Regions from separate parts of the Oryctolagus cuniculus genome. Here region 2 is linked to region 1. The links are chromatin contacts, called in public Micro-C maps. All regions are on one chromosome and are shown on one strand. Each heading gives the region's core, a stretch centred on a gene start, on an enhancer-like site or on the middle of the called end of the contact. The rest is flanking DNA. Distances are from core to core; before and after follow the strand shown.

What was found. A called contact is a pair of places that touch in the nucleus more often than the background predicts.
Region 2: a Micro-C map of ear pinna shows a contact between it and region 1, with 3 times the contacts expected there. The contact joins two enhancer-like sites. A contact is called at or near these places in 4 of 6 Hi-C or Micro-C datasets (ear pinna, embryonic fibroblasts, psoas muscle and 1 more).

The regions. Positions count from the first base shown.
Region 1 is chr1:142,526,080-142,533,432 of mOryCun1.1, forward strand. The region is part of intron 13 of AOPEP (aminopeptidase O (putative)); the gene reads right to left. Among named protein-coding and RNA genes, the nearest start is that of MIR23B, 59 kb to the left of the region's middle. Within about 2 kb of position 3,417, at least 4 of the 8 cell types and tissues checked have an H3K27ac peak or open chromatin away from gene starts, as enhancers often do. A contact at or near this core is called in ear pinna, where this site is marked.
Region 2 is chr1:142,750,624-142,757,990 of mOryCun1.1, forward strand. AOPEP (aminopeptidase O (putative)) reads right to left here. Exons shown (of 18, transcript XR_011379142.1): 5 at 2,331-2,576. Among named protein-coding and RNA genes, the nearest start is that of AOPEP, 95 kb to the right of the region's middle. Within about 2 kb of position 3,753, at least 2 of the 8 cell types and tissues checked have an H3K27ac peak or open chromatin away from gene starts, as enhancers often do. A contact at or near this core is called in ear pinna, where this site is marked.

The DNA.
Region 1 (7,353 bases), core at 2,167-4,666:
GCAGAGAGAGAGAGAGATCTCCTATCTGCTGGTTCACTCCCCAGATGGCTGCAAAGGCCAGAGCTGGGCCAATCCAAAGCCAGGAGCCAGGAGCTTCCTTCAGGTCCCGGGTGCAGGGGCCCAAGCACTTGGGCCATCTGCTGCTGCTTTCCCAGGCCACAGCAGAGAGCTGGATCAGAAGTGGAGCAGCCCATATGAGAACCAGCGCCCCTATGAGATGCTAGCACTGCAGATGGCAGCTTTACCCGCTACACCACAGCGCCGGCCCCTATTTTTTTTTAAGATTTATTCAGGGCCCAGTGCTGTGACACAAAGAATGAAGCCACCGTCTGCAGTGCCAGCATCCCATATGGGCACTGGTTTGAGTCCCAATTGCTCAACTTACAATCCGGCTCCTTGCTAACACACCTGGGAAAAGCAGCAGAGGATGGCCCATGTCCCTGGGCCCATGCACCCACGTGGGAGACCTGAAAGAAGCTCCTGGCTTTGGGCTGGCCCAGCCCCAGCTGCTGCAGCACTGGCTGAGGGCTGTGCCAGGCCAAAGCCAGGAGCTTCTTTCAGGTCTCCCACGCGGGTGCAGGGGCCCAGGGACTTGAGTCATCTTCCACTGCTTTCCCAGGCGCATCAGCAGGAAGCTGGATTGGAAGTGGAGCAGCCGGGACTCAAACCGGTGCCCATATGGGATTGCTGGCACTGCAGGCTGTGGCCTAACCCACTACGCCACAGCACCGGCCCCCTTCTCTGTCATCTTAACCCTGGGGACGCTTCAGCCGGCTCCCAGAAGCCACCCAATATCTGGCCGTGGCTACATTTCCTGGTCAGCACTGTTGGTTCTCAGGGCTCCTTGCACTGCTGACGACAAACTAAAAACTGCACGGTGGCACTGGAAAAGGCCAGCGCTGACAACATAGACACCACTGTCTGTAAGCTGTCGTCACCCAGGGACAGCTCTTGGCTGAATGCTTCACTGCGGAACTGCCTGACGGATGAGGAAAGCAGGGCTCACACAGGCTGGTCTGGACAAGGCAAAGCAGCCAGAGAGGGATGAGGATGGGATATCGGTCTGTCCATCTGACTACATGTTCGACGTGTTAGGGACTACAGAGAGGGGAGGGGTACTCAAAGATTCCAATGCAACTGTGGTGACCACAGCACCAGCGGCAGTCACCCCCCGCGTTCTGTGGGGAGAGATGTTAATGGGAACTTGGGGGCGGTGGAGGGGGGAAAAGTGTTCAGCACCAAGAATGACATTTTGCCTGCTAACAAAACTAGTCAGGAAAATGGGAAGCAAAAGGCTCTCCACAAAGCAACTCTTTTAATTGAGATGTTGTTACAGCATCTGCATCATTTAAAATCTGCACTGTTTCTACAATGGCATTAAGATATACTATGAGGAACTATCTTTTTAAAAACAACAACAGGGACTGGAGCTATGGTGCAGCAGGTAAAGCAGCCACCTGCAGTGCCGGCATCCCATATGGGCGCCAGTTCGAGTCCCGGCGCCTGGTTCTCATATGGGCTGCTCCACTTCTGATCTAGCTCTCTGCTATGGCCTGGGAAAGCAGCAGAAGATGGCCCAAGTCCTTGGGCTTCTGCACCCGCATGGAAGACCTGGAAGAAGCTCCTGGCTCCTGGCTTCAGGTCAGCTCAGCTCTGGTCATTGTGGTCATTTGGGGAATGAACTAGAAGATGGAAGATTCTCTCTCTCTCTCTCTAACTCTGCCTTTCAAATAAAGAAAGAAAGAAAGGTTTAAAACAACGGCAACAACAGCATCAGTACTTGCATTTCCAAGTCTGGCGGTAACCAGGGTTTCACGGGACAAAGCCCCCGCTCTCTCTGCCCTCTCAGCCTTGAGGTAAAGGGTGTGCCTCGCCCTCCGGACGCCTGGAATGTCACTGTGAAGGCAGGAAAGGCGAATGCTGCCGGCCGCCCACACTTATGAACCTCCCTCTCTCTCCTTCTCTTCCACAATGCATGATCTCAAAAACAGGTGTGACAGCAAAAATAAACGCTGAGAAAGTATGACTCCGTGGTTCAGAATCCCCGGTCATCGCTGGGGATTAGTCCCCTCTGTGTTCCAACTCTGTAGAAGGGAAAATCCTGTAGTGAGTCTGATTTCTGCTGTTACCTTGAACCCCAGCCACCCAGGGCTCCCGGGAAAGGGAGCATGAAGTCCCGCAGAACGAGGCAGAATGCGGTTATTTTCCGCCGCCCGCTCCGAGCCGGATCTGAGCCACCTTCACTTTTTCCATGGAGCCGCTCCCCAGGCTGGCTCATGATGACAATGAGTTTGCATTCCGCACAGGGCAGTCCTCTGGGGGCTAAGGCGTCGGTCTGGTCGGCCGTGAGTCACAGTCAGCTGCAAACAGAGCCAGCTCTGGAAATAGCCCCTGCAGCATCCGTCCAAGACGGGAGACTGCTCAGCCCAAAGCTCCCTGCTCTGCGGCGTGTACGCGTGCACCCGCGCTACACACACCAGGCAAGCTCGTACCTCTGCTGGGGGCAATTTCAGCATCGCTTAGGTCTTAGAGGAGAATCTGGTGTTCTGAGCAGACCCAAACCCCTGACCAGAACCCCTGACTTTAATTTCTAACACAGACTCACAAAGTCTGGATTCTCAAGACAGGCGTGTCATCCGGGCATGTTCTTCCCAGCACCTTTCATTTTGCTGGGCGGGGGGGAGGGTGCTGGGAGAAGCCTCCACGACCCCACACCCCCACTCTTCCTCCCTCCGCACTAGCCTTACGAATCTGTCAGAAAACACAAGCACCATGCCTACTCACCTTGCCTGGCCAGCAGCATGGACAGTTCTCTGGAACTACCTCTTTCCTAATCTGAGTTCAGCATCGGTTTTATCAACACTGTTTTGGCAGAGGGGAGGGTCGAGGCAAAGGAATTTGATTTTGGCCTATAAGCAAACAGCCAGGCCTGAGTACAGAAAAACTTCACTTAGCTCTAAATGTGCACCGTATCAAGGTAGGAATATGCACAAACATGGGAAGCAGCCTTGTGTTATGGCGGAAAAAAATCCTAACACATACATTCAAAAAAAAAAAAAAAAAAGAGCTGCACAGTGAGGACAAAGGCACTATGCCCTTACTGCATTCCACAGTTATCTGGCCACACGTCTGTGTGATTAACACCACCACCACCACCACCGTATTTTCATGTCACAGTTGCTTGGTCTGTAATAAGCATCACATACTTCAAGTCATCTGTGCCTTGTAAAATCCTCTAATTTAATATGAAAAGCAGAATTTCACCTCAACCCTTGCAGACCCCCAGCTGTGTCACCACAGGACCCCTACTTGCTCCTGGGGGTGACTGAGCACTCCAAACCTGGCACAGTATGCCTCTAATCAATCCAAGCAGGGAAGGCCCTGGGACGGCTCTTCCCTCCAGAGGGGCTCCTAGGCCACGAAGGGTGGCCTTGGAGGGAGACTCTGCTCCGCCACACGACAGGGTCCAGCCCAACAGACTTCTCCCCCTGGACCCAAATCTGTCCTGCGTCCAGGTTCTACCTGGGGAGCTGCCCAGGCACACAGCTGGAAAGAGCAAGGGATGGGCCATGAGTTCAGGGCCTGGTACCAGAATCAGGAATCAGAGCCTGCCAGGGCCCACGGGGCTCCCCTGTGCAAGGCATGCTGGGAAGGCCTGTCTCAACTCTCACGACTCCAGCCCTGCAGCTTCCCAAACAAGGCGCTGGACTCTGGCCTCGGCCGCTGGACTTTCCCTGCGAGCACCCTTCTCCCCCACTTCCTGCCTGAAGGCCCGGCATGCACACACGTGTCCAGGACCTCGCGTAGCTTCCGTGACTCATGTCCGCTGGCATGCTCCTCCAGTCGCCTGATGGATCGTTTTCCCAGTCGCGGTGGACAGCTTCTTGCTCGTGCTGACTCTGTTCTCTGAAGCTGCCTCTGACTCTGTTCTCTGACGCTGCCTCAACGCTTTCCTTTTTCCTGACGCTCTGTGCAGCAGCGCGCTGCCCCCAGACCAGCTTCCCCCAGCTCCAGACACTGAGAAACTCACTGCGACCCAAGGACCGTTTCAGAGAGACACAGTCATTTCACAGACAACTAGAGCCCTCCACTCCCGACCCCACCCCGATCCATCAGGATACAGATTAAAACGCTGCCACCCCTGAACACGAAAGGTAATGGGTAGTTCAGACAGGAAACAGCCACGTGAGGACAGCAGTAATGGGCCCAGCAGAAAGTGCCTTCCATTAACTGGGTGGCTGTAAAGCTCCCGCAGCCGTCGAAGGAACTCAAAATCAAAGTATTTCAGGCAAGTGGAACAAGCAGAAAAAAGCTACAATTAATTGAGTATTAAAAAAAGATCACAGATCCATCTAAAAATGAAGTTCTGCCAGCGCACCAATCTTATCACCACGCCTGAGAGATGCTTGGGGGGGGTGGACTTCTAGTTTGGAGGCGCAACAGTCACAATTTATTCTGCTGTAACAGACAGAGTGACGGGAGATGTAAACGAAACGACACAGTAGCTCTGAGAAACACAACTGGTTTTCCCCAAACAAAGCCAAAAGACGAGGACAGAACATAACAAACTCATAAAAAAGGACTACTGCTATATTTGCTGCTGGCCAAGGAACAGTTACAGGAAGACACCAAGGCTAATTTTGTTTCTTTTAGTCTATAAATAAATGCAAGAATGTCTTCCTGTCTCACTGTCACAGAGGAGAAAGAACACGAGTGAATGGCATTACTATCCACAGGCCGCAGGTGACCAGCCTTGCACAAGGTCTTTGTTTTTTGAAGAATGTGTTCTGAAGTGTATGAACTATTTAAGGAGTGCCAGCTGTCTTGGACAAGCCACCTCCCTAACTCCCGCCTCTTCTGCAGGACTGCACGGAGGTAGCACATTCCCCGTGGGGCCAGCTTTGCCAGCCAGACCTGACTGCCCAAGGCGGGCCCCACATGGTCAGGCAGAGGGTGAGGAGAGCCTCTCAGAGAGGCTAGCACACTCCTGCAGCAAACAGACTCCTTTCAGGAGACACAATCCCACAGGGGATTAGCAGGATCATTTGTGAAAGATGAAAAAGAAAGCCATACCTAACAACGCTGAAAGGACACAGTGGGTTCTGAGTCACGAGAGCTGGGAGTCGGAACACAAACAGGTTGCTACAACTCCAACTGACGTGGGAGGATTCGAGGTGTAGTGACTCACTCGGGGATTTTGGGTAAGGCATTCAGATTTCCCACTGATTGGGCCAGTGCCTTCTGATCCGTAAAGTGGATGGCAAAAGCATAATCAGGTTACCCAGACACTTCCAGACCTTCTCAGGAAATAAAAGCAGTCAGTATCAAAAGGCATGGTTCAACACCCTCCAGAATGGCTAAAACAAGAGAGTCTGACAATACCAAATGCTGACAAGGAGGCAGAGAAACGAACACCTTAAACACCACTGGTGGAAGGTGTAAAGAAACAGATCAGCTGGATGGCCAAACAACTGCAACCGTAGGCATCCACTCGAGAGAAACGAAAACACGTCTAGAGGGAGACGGTCTGACCGGTGTCCACAGAGACGTTATTCACAGCAACAACAACAAAACCCAAATGACTGACAACCAATAAGCTGAGAAACAGAATAGCAGCTATAGCCGCACGCTGGAACAGTCCCGTGTGATAAGAACAAACTATCAGTACAGGAAGCATGGCGGGACCTCAACACACCACAATCAATGCAGGAGACAGAGCCCAAACTAAACCACCTGTGGTCCAATTTCCATGAAATTTCTGTTAAGGGCCAAGTGCACAAGGGAGTCTTCTGGGCAGGGCAGATGCTCTGAAGTGGAATCGTAGTGAAAGTCACACAACTGCAGACGTTCTCTTACAAGTCACCAAACGGCGCGGAGGGCGATGCTACGGCACATAAAATGCTTGCCATGTAGCTAAACAAAGACATCACGAGGGACCGCTGTCCTCTGCTGCCCAAGGGGGCAGCCGGCACTCTTGAACTTTACTGCCAGGAATAAAGGTTGAGGGTAGGTCTTCACCATCAAAAACCAAAGCCGGTACACGTGTGACAGTTAAAAGCAGAGAGCAAACTGTGTACGCACAGAACCCAGAGGTATGCGGTTTCTCTTCCAGATTCTTCTGCGGCTCCTGTCTAACATCTCCAGCCTTTCATAACCTTTTTTTTTTTTCTCTCTCTCTTCTTGGACATCAAACTAATAGTAGCAAACTGCCACAGAAAATGAACAGCAGGAGCTTTATGACTTTCAGTTATAAACACGACCACATAAAGTAACTACTGTTGCCTTGTCTACAAAAATGCAAGAAAAGTAAACACACACATTCTTGAGATCATTTTCCCCCCATTTCACATGCTCTCTTTGATTCTACTTATTGCAAATCAGTCTGTTGCCCTGCTCTCGAAACATGAAAATCTGAATCTTCAAAGATGTGTGTGTGTGTATGAGTGTGTGCACGCATGTGGCAAATACATTTGTTTTGCCTCACCAGAAAGTTCAAAGGGGTTTATAGCTACTTTTTTGTTTTTTAAGACAAAAGAGAAAATGCTGCTATCAGTGGTGTTGAGAACACAGGGGCTGCTTTTTTGAATGACAGGACACGACCCAGAAACATCAGGAGGGGTGGGAACTATAAAACACCTTTGAACTTGAAGTCACCACCCCTCATTTTGAAGCATTTTGATTTCTCACTTTGCCTTGAAACCAAATGTTTAGAGGTTAAAAAAAGAAAAAAGACAGGAAACAAGGCAAACAAAAGGGGAAAAAGTAGAGAGGGGAAACAGACTGAAAAGCTTCTGTCCCCAAGTTCAGAGGGAACTTAAACTTGCTACCCCACTTTGGATTCTGTATGAATGAGCCCGAGATGAACACGCATTCTGCAGTTTGAATGCATACTTGTGAAGACAATTTGCATTTTGAGAACAGGAATGAAGGTACCCTCGATTCCACAAAACAAACGAAGTCGGATGGACTGGAGCACGTATCTGTGTTCTGCATTCAGCCCAGACTAGGCTCGTGATGATAAAAACAGCCCAGGCACGTGACTTCCTTTCCCCATGGAGACCCAAACTGCTCTGGGACTGACTGCACAGTTCTTGTGCCTCTGGTACAGATCTGATTCAATTCTCTCTTCTACTCTCTGGTGGTTTACATTTATCTATAAACGCTTTGAGGCCTGGTTTCTATTTGTCTCCAGATTCTCTACTCCCAACTCAGGGTTCTATTTGTTAGGGATGGGAAATGAAATTAGAAAATAATTTGAATAAATGCAGAATTTGAAAAGGAGCCTGTTATACTCAGAATTACACAGAGTATTACATTTCTGGGTTTCCAAATCGGTCTGATTCATAAGTGTCA
Region 2 (7,367 bases), core at 2,503-5,002, 220 kb after region 1:
CTTGCATACATGTTTATAAAACATGGGTTCAGGAAAGAACCACCTCATTCATCAAGAAACCCTTTGATCTCTCAGTGTACTGTAACAGGACAACGGCAAGTTTCAGTGGGGAGGCTTCCTGGGATGGCTCCTCCTAGCCTTCAAGTTGCTCTATTTCTGTTTAGGGTACAGCACTGACCTCCAAGACTGTCGTTTTTGTTCCGGCTTTGCTTGACAGAATGTCAAGACCATAAATAAAGCAGCAGGGCCCCAGTAGCCAGCTGAGTCATAAACCCCACTCAGCGGCATGTGGCTCAAGGTGTTGGGATCCCGATAGAGTCAAGCCAAGCAAGTGGAATCAATTTAAGTCAGGGTTTGGAAAAACAAAACGCTCCCCGCTCCCCACCTCATCTGGTAGCGCAAGATACCACAATCCCCCTCCCACCGCTCAAAGATGGGGGATGGCAGTGAAGCCCAGGGAAACATCCAGACGAGGGCAGACTTTATTTCCACAGCCTAACAGGAGAAAGCAAGACAAAACAAAGCAACACCAAAAAGAACCCCAATTATTTGAAAACCAACCTCAAACTTCTAAATGTTTGGTTCTCCTGTTTTTAAGCATAAAAGCAGTCTTGCTGCTGCTCAGTTATTATCACCATCCTGTTTTTTGACATTTGTACCCTGTACCATTTGTCCTTAGGGTACTTTGGCTTATTATTTTAAAAATACAGAGTTAAGCATGTTTAAATCACTTTAAATATCTCAAAAAGTAGCAAACACAGAACTTACCTGCTTGGGCATGCACACTTGAAAAGAAACACTTTATAGAATGGCCTGCAGGTCAGCAGACTCTGGTTCTGGCAGACTAATGTCAGGAAGGAGCTATAGAAAACAAGGTCCTCCGTATGAAAAGCACTCTGCCTGTGGTTCCCTCAGGCCAGAACTTGGAACTGTTAGCAAACACGCCCTGAGAAACTGCAACTCTCATAAAGCTCCAAAAACTCCCAAATAAACATGGCCCCTCAAAACTGTGTACAAATGAGAAACATTTAATGAACAATCCTTTCTTCACCAATAATTCTGCTGAAATTAAGTCCAGCAGACTCTTCAAAGGGACCAAAGAAGCCCCCCTGTTAAGACAAATTCTATATATAGACATCCAAGACAATTATATGATGCATATAACCAAATATATATAATTATCCTGGTTTCTACATTCCCATTATCTTCATAAATATAGGATAAAAATCAGTCTAAATGACTTTCTCAGACCTCCTCAAGGATTAAGGCGAGCCAGCCAGCTTTTTAAAAGTATATGCATGTAGTAAAGATCAAAAGCAAATGTTCTGGTCAGTTCTTTTCTACTCATGGATTTTACTAAGAATGTGTGCAGTTTTCAGGGAAAACACCACAAATGACAGCTGCTCAAAAGCATGGAAATTAATTGGCAGCAGAAAGTTCCTTGACTAATAGGGAAAAACTCAAAGTCACATGTTTTGATGAGCTTATTTTCCCATCCTTAGTCAAGCATATTCACTGTTAATAATTAAGATTTCCAAATAGAAATATAACCAAGGAAAACCCAGAGTGCACTCCCTATCTTTTCTCAGTGCAACACAGCCAACCATTACTGAGTGAATAATGGCATTAACAAGTAGATTTTAGCCAATCAAACAACAGGAGAAAGGTTCAACTTGCAGGTCTCAATTTTCTATAAAAACCAAACCAAGACACAGTAAGCACAACACATTTATTGTATTAAATAAAAAAAAATCACAGCACGACAAGCCACTGCTCCACCCCCACCCCTGGCAGTAAGCCACCTGCTTTGAGCTGCTTTTCTAGCAGTGGGAATGGATTTACACTCATCCATCCACAGTCTCTCTGACACAGGGGCTCTCAAGTTGTTACTCTTGTGACCAGTGGTGAGAATGGACGAGACAGCTGGTCAGGATTAGGTGAGCAGCCTGCAGCCTTGGGACCAGGTCATGTTACTGTGCCCAGAGCCTGACGCTATGACCTTGGACTCATTAGCATTATGCTCTCATCACCTAAGCTAACAGCCGCTGATCAGCCATGATCCAACATACATCACCCTAGGGACACAATGTGTTTTCAGTTCCAGCAGCAACGTGAGCTTCTTATTTTCAAGGCAGTCTGAGTTGAGGCAAGGAGACCCAAAGAATCACACGTAGGGAACCTACCTGAACACTGTCCCTACAGGCACCAATGAGAAACTGTGGTCTTTCCAAGCTAATCACACACTGGCTCCAAGAGAGCTCAAGGAAAGCAAGAAACAGTCAAAGAATCTCCAAAGCATACATTGCAAGTGGCACAACAGAACAACATACCTGGCCATTCCCAGACTCGGAAAGTTGGCGGGGACGACAAGGACGTCCAGCCGGGAGAAGGGGTGTGTTCCCAGCACAGAATGTGCTGCCGAGAGGCAGGAAGGGATCAGTCGCAGAAGGGTCTCTTGGCAGGCATCCTTGAGGCACACCGGGGCAAAGACTCTGTGAGGAATGACCTCCTGAGTAGTGGCAGTAGCATTCTGGAAGCGGCAGGGATATTCCATGTGACCACAGACACCAACACATCTGGGGAACGACACGAAACAGATAGATGTACTTATTGGTAAATCAGGCTTATTCTGCTTGCCCTGGTGGTAAGGAGATCACGTAGACATGGACAACTTTAAGGAGGCAGAGGTTCAGACAGGCTCATACAGCAAAGACTGCATCTGAATTCTAGGTTCCTCTGCTTCTGTGAGCAGTAAAAATCACAATACTTACTGACACGCTCACATCAATTGAGGAGCTTCAATTTAAGTGAAATGGTAAAATCTTGTTTTAGAATAAACTGGGGGAGGTGAGCTCAAGATGCAAAACAACAAAACAAATTCCCATCAAAACAAAAATAATTACTGCTCTCAGTAACGTGCTTTCAAATATCACCATATGAAAAATCTCTGCCAATCAAGTAGGATTCATGACACAGAAAGGAAGGGACGAGGCTGTCAAATTCAAGACCCTGTTCTGAAATTTCCTAGATTGAAAGACTTGGACTCAAGTAGAACATGCACCATGCTGCAGCTACAAGTTCAAACTTTTTCCAAAGAACACAACCCATTTTACTAAAACGTTACCTAGGTATTCTCTATAAAGCCCGTCTAAGGTTGCTGTTAAAGAATACTGAGCATTTTCTCAAATTCACTTTCAGTATAAATTTAACCAAGTCAACCTTTTAAGGAAAACAGACCAGAGCCCAGCCCGCACCATCTGACCACTGCCAGTTATTATGCCAAAGGCGGGGCTGGAAGAGAATTCCTAGAACCTGACTCACAGGCCTCAAAAGAACTTATCAACCCAAAGAAACCTACATCAAAGGGAACTCTGTTTTTTCACCTGTTAACGGGTCTTTATTCAAACACAATGGAAAGCCTCTCTAATTTTAAATTAAAAATTATAATTCTAACTATAGGTGCTTATTTGATTCACAATGGACACTGAAAAAAAATCTTAAAGAACTAGCATGTCCCAATATGGGCAGCCTGCAACAAAAATTCCTCTCCAAATTTATGAAGTGCCTTCCACCCATCCAAGGCCAGCTAAAAAGACCCATGGGGCTATCTAAGGAAAGCTCGCCCTTCACCAGCATGGTGAACAGAATACAGCTTCCAGCCCAATGACACTTCATCTCTGCAGAGGCAAGACCCACAAAAGCTTCTGCCAGGATAAGGTGAAAAGAGGAGGAACAGTGGACACAGAACTCAGGCCGACATCTCTGAACTGACAATACCAGGTGGTAAACACTGAACTGAAAGCTTGCAGCTTCTACCTCATGACAAACACTGAGTTGTCACATCAATTCCAGCACAGTGAAAAAGGCCAGTCCTTGCCGGCACCGCAGCTCACTAGGCTAATCCTCCACCTTGCGGCGTCGGCACACGGGTTCTAGTCCCGGGTTGGGGCGCTGGATTCTGTCCCGGTTGCCCCTCTTCCAGGCCAGCTCTCTGCTGTGGCCAGGGAGTGCAGTGGAGGATGGCCCAAGTCCTTGGGCCCTGCACCCCATGGGAGACCAGGATAAGTATCTGGCTCCTGCCATTGGATCAGCGCGGTGCGCCAGCTGCAGCGCGCTGGCCGCGGTGGCCATTGGAGGGCGAACCAACGGCAAAGGAAGATCTTTCTCTCTGTCTCTCTCTCTCACTGTCCACTCTGCCTGTCTATATATATATATATATATATATATATATATATAAAAGGTCAGTCCTTGAATTCACCACCACAATATCTTTTTCTAATGTGTTTACACAGGTATGCAATCTGCTATAGTAAGTCAAGCTCATACACTCTCTACTGAAAAGCTTTCAGAATATATTAGATTATTCTGGTTGCATGAATGAACATTATTTTGCATGATAAATCCAAGGAGAAGATGAAGAACTTTAAGTCATCCAAGCTATGGACAAGTAAGACCAGTAAGTTTCCCAAGAAAAATGAAAATGGTGTCAGGGCAACAACATGTGGGCTCTCACACAGGGATCAGGAAATGTGGGCTTCAGCGGATGCTCTCTACTAGGGCCTGGGAGGGCAGTACAAGATGGCCCACGTCCTTGGGCCCCTGCACCTGGAAGAAGCGCCTGGCTCCTGCCTCCCGGCTTCGGATTGGTCTGGCTCCAGCCTTTGCGGCCCTTTGGGGAGTAAACCAGTGGATGGAAGACTTCTCTCTCTGCCTCTGCCTCTCTGTAACTCTGTCTTTCAAATAAATAAATAAATAAATAAATAAATCTTTAAAAAAATATGTCCATGTCCCACTTCAGAGTATATCAGTTCAATTCCTGGCTCTGATTCCTAACTCCAGCTTCTTGCTAATGCAAACTTTGACAGGCAGTGGTGATGGCCCAAGTAGTTGGGCTCCCAGATTAAAAGTTCCTGGTCCTGGTTCCAGGCCTGACACATTCCCTGCCATTGGGGGCACTTAGGGAGTGAACTAGCAGGTAGCAGCTCTCTCTCCCTCTCTCTCTAATTAAACAAAGAAACAAAAAACAACTTGAAAGGATCTATGACTATGACAGCTAACCACAGGAGCCTTCCTTCGCAGGACAGCCTTGTTTCTGAAGAGGTGTGGGAATACTGTGCTTTCGCAGAGTCAGGAACAGTGCCACAGGCCCGGCGTCACCCCCAAAGATGTTTTATCTTTGCATACACTTTATAACTCCAAAGAAGCTCTCTTCCCCCACCACGTCCTCTCTAGATTATAGAACCTCCGTGCCTTTTCTTTTTCACAGTGCCCATTTTCTGTGCCTTTAATCATTTTTGTGGCATTCCTCTGGACTTTATCCAAGTTTCCATGCTGCCCTTAAACCATACAGTCCCAACAAAGGCCTTGAGAGGTTAAACAGAATACAGCACAAAGATCCCCCTGTGGCTGGAAAAGGTTATACTGCAGCTGAGTAAAATTCATAAAGTTTTGACAGTGTATCTGAGTGCCTCATAACTAATGCATTTACTAAAATGCTCACCTAGAGTGGGCTGCAGCCGGTGTGAAACTGGAGCTGGAGGAGGGAATGTTCTCCCTATGAGTTTGCTCACATGAACAGTGATCAAAAGTTCAGTGACCGACACGTTGGTCAAATTTCTGGAGCCCAGATGAACACTTAAGCAAATGAGACCCCTGTAAAAGTTAGATTTCTACGAATTCAACTGGTGGTCTTCAGAAGTTTTGAAGTACAAAGGGGTTAGGGAAGGCAAGGGGGACCAGATGTGGACGTAAGCAAAAGCACCACTGCGATTGGCACTTCAGAGCGCCTCTGCTGGCAAACTTAGCACAGAGTCAGAGATCTCAGGGAGGAAAACACAAAGCCACTTCTGACGACTGGAGATAGCACACGCTGAAGCATGCGGCCGGGGCAGGCTTAAGCAAATGTAAGCTATTATTTTATCAGCAGTACAGTCTTGATAGACAAGCACATTGATAAATGAAGGGAAAACTTAGTCACAGTCTATCAGATGTGGTAGGGAGAGAGGGAAGAGCCGCGTTCCCCAAATCTGCCACTTCCCTAAGACAACACCTGCCCTAGAGCGGCACTTGCCCTCTATCCAGCTCACCGGCCTGGCTCAGCCACACTGTGCTTTCCGTTTGCATCTACTTGCCCTCTGAGAGCATACTTTGGGGCCTGCTGTCTGTCATGTGTTAGGCAGGCTCTGTAACTGTGTTGTGGAGGCTGGCAGCAGTCCAGCTGGGTTGGTGACTGCGTGGGTCAATGTATTTAGTGTGGAAGTGGAGTATTAGCCCATGAGACCATGAACTTAGGCACTTGCTTGGTCCAGCTTTTGCCAATAACAAAACCTTTATTTTGATCTCCTTCTGTTCTGCAGTCAGGAGGACAAGAGAGGAGTAGCACACACGTACCCCTTCCCCTGAACCCCATCAGCAACTGCAGACATCATCTCCTCTCAGAATCCCCATTTGGTTTGGTCATTTTCTCCTCCTTTCAGAATAACAGATGCAAGAACAGTTGAGAGGCCACTGCAGCTGCTTCTGGGCAGGAAGGAGTGGTGGTTGTGGCCCACGCCCCCACCCTGTGTCTCCAGGGAACACCGCTACAAGGGCAAAGTAACACTTCTTTCTTTGGCTTCCCCTAGCCTTCTTAAGGCCCGCAGTGATCAGTTGCACATCTTCTCTAAGAACCAATCACCCCCGAGGCTTTAGATGACAGCAGAGAATTTCTTCACTAGGATGAGCTTGAGAAACCAGGAGCAAAGTCCTCATTCTACATTTTAAGGGAAGTGTAGCTTTGCCCAGAAAGCTGTATCCAACTAGTAAGGATAGCACCCTCAGGCTCAAAAGCAGCTAACACAAAACCTCTACACTTAACTTCTGTTTTCCTTCCAACACGACATACTCGTACCATCAGTAACAGAGCTGCGTCATGCTGGCGCCTCCTCAGGTGGGGAGGTGTATCAGACTGTGGTGATGCACAGATGTTGGGTACCAGTTTTTAAAGTCCCCAGGTAACATTCAGAATCAGCTCTCCAGAGAGTCAGGTGTGGATCAGAATCCAAGGTATTATTCCTCAAAAGGCACACAAATCTGAACAAGTTACTATCTGAGTCTCGGCATCCTTATCTAGAAAACAAGAATACAGCCTGCCTAGCTTCCAGGCTTCTTTCCAGGGCTCAAAGAGATGATATTTAGGTCAAGACTCCCTGAGTTCAAGAAACCAATGGCTTCTGTATCAATTCAGGGTAAGTTAGGATATGCTATAGTAACAAACAACCCCAGCACTTCAGTGGCTTAACAAAGAGTTTACTTCTTGCTCATACCAAGTTCACTGCGGATCCAAGTGATTCTCCAGGGCATCTGTCCTCACTCAGAAATTCTGGCTG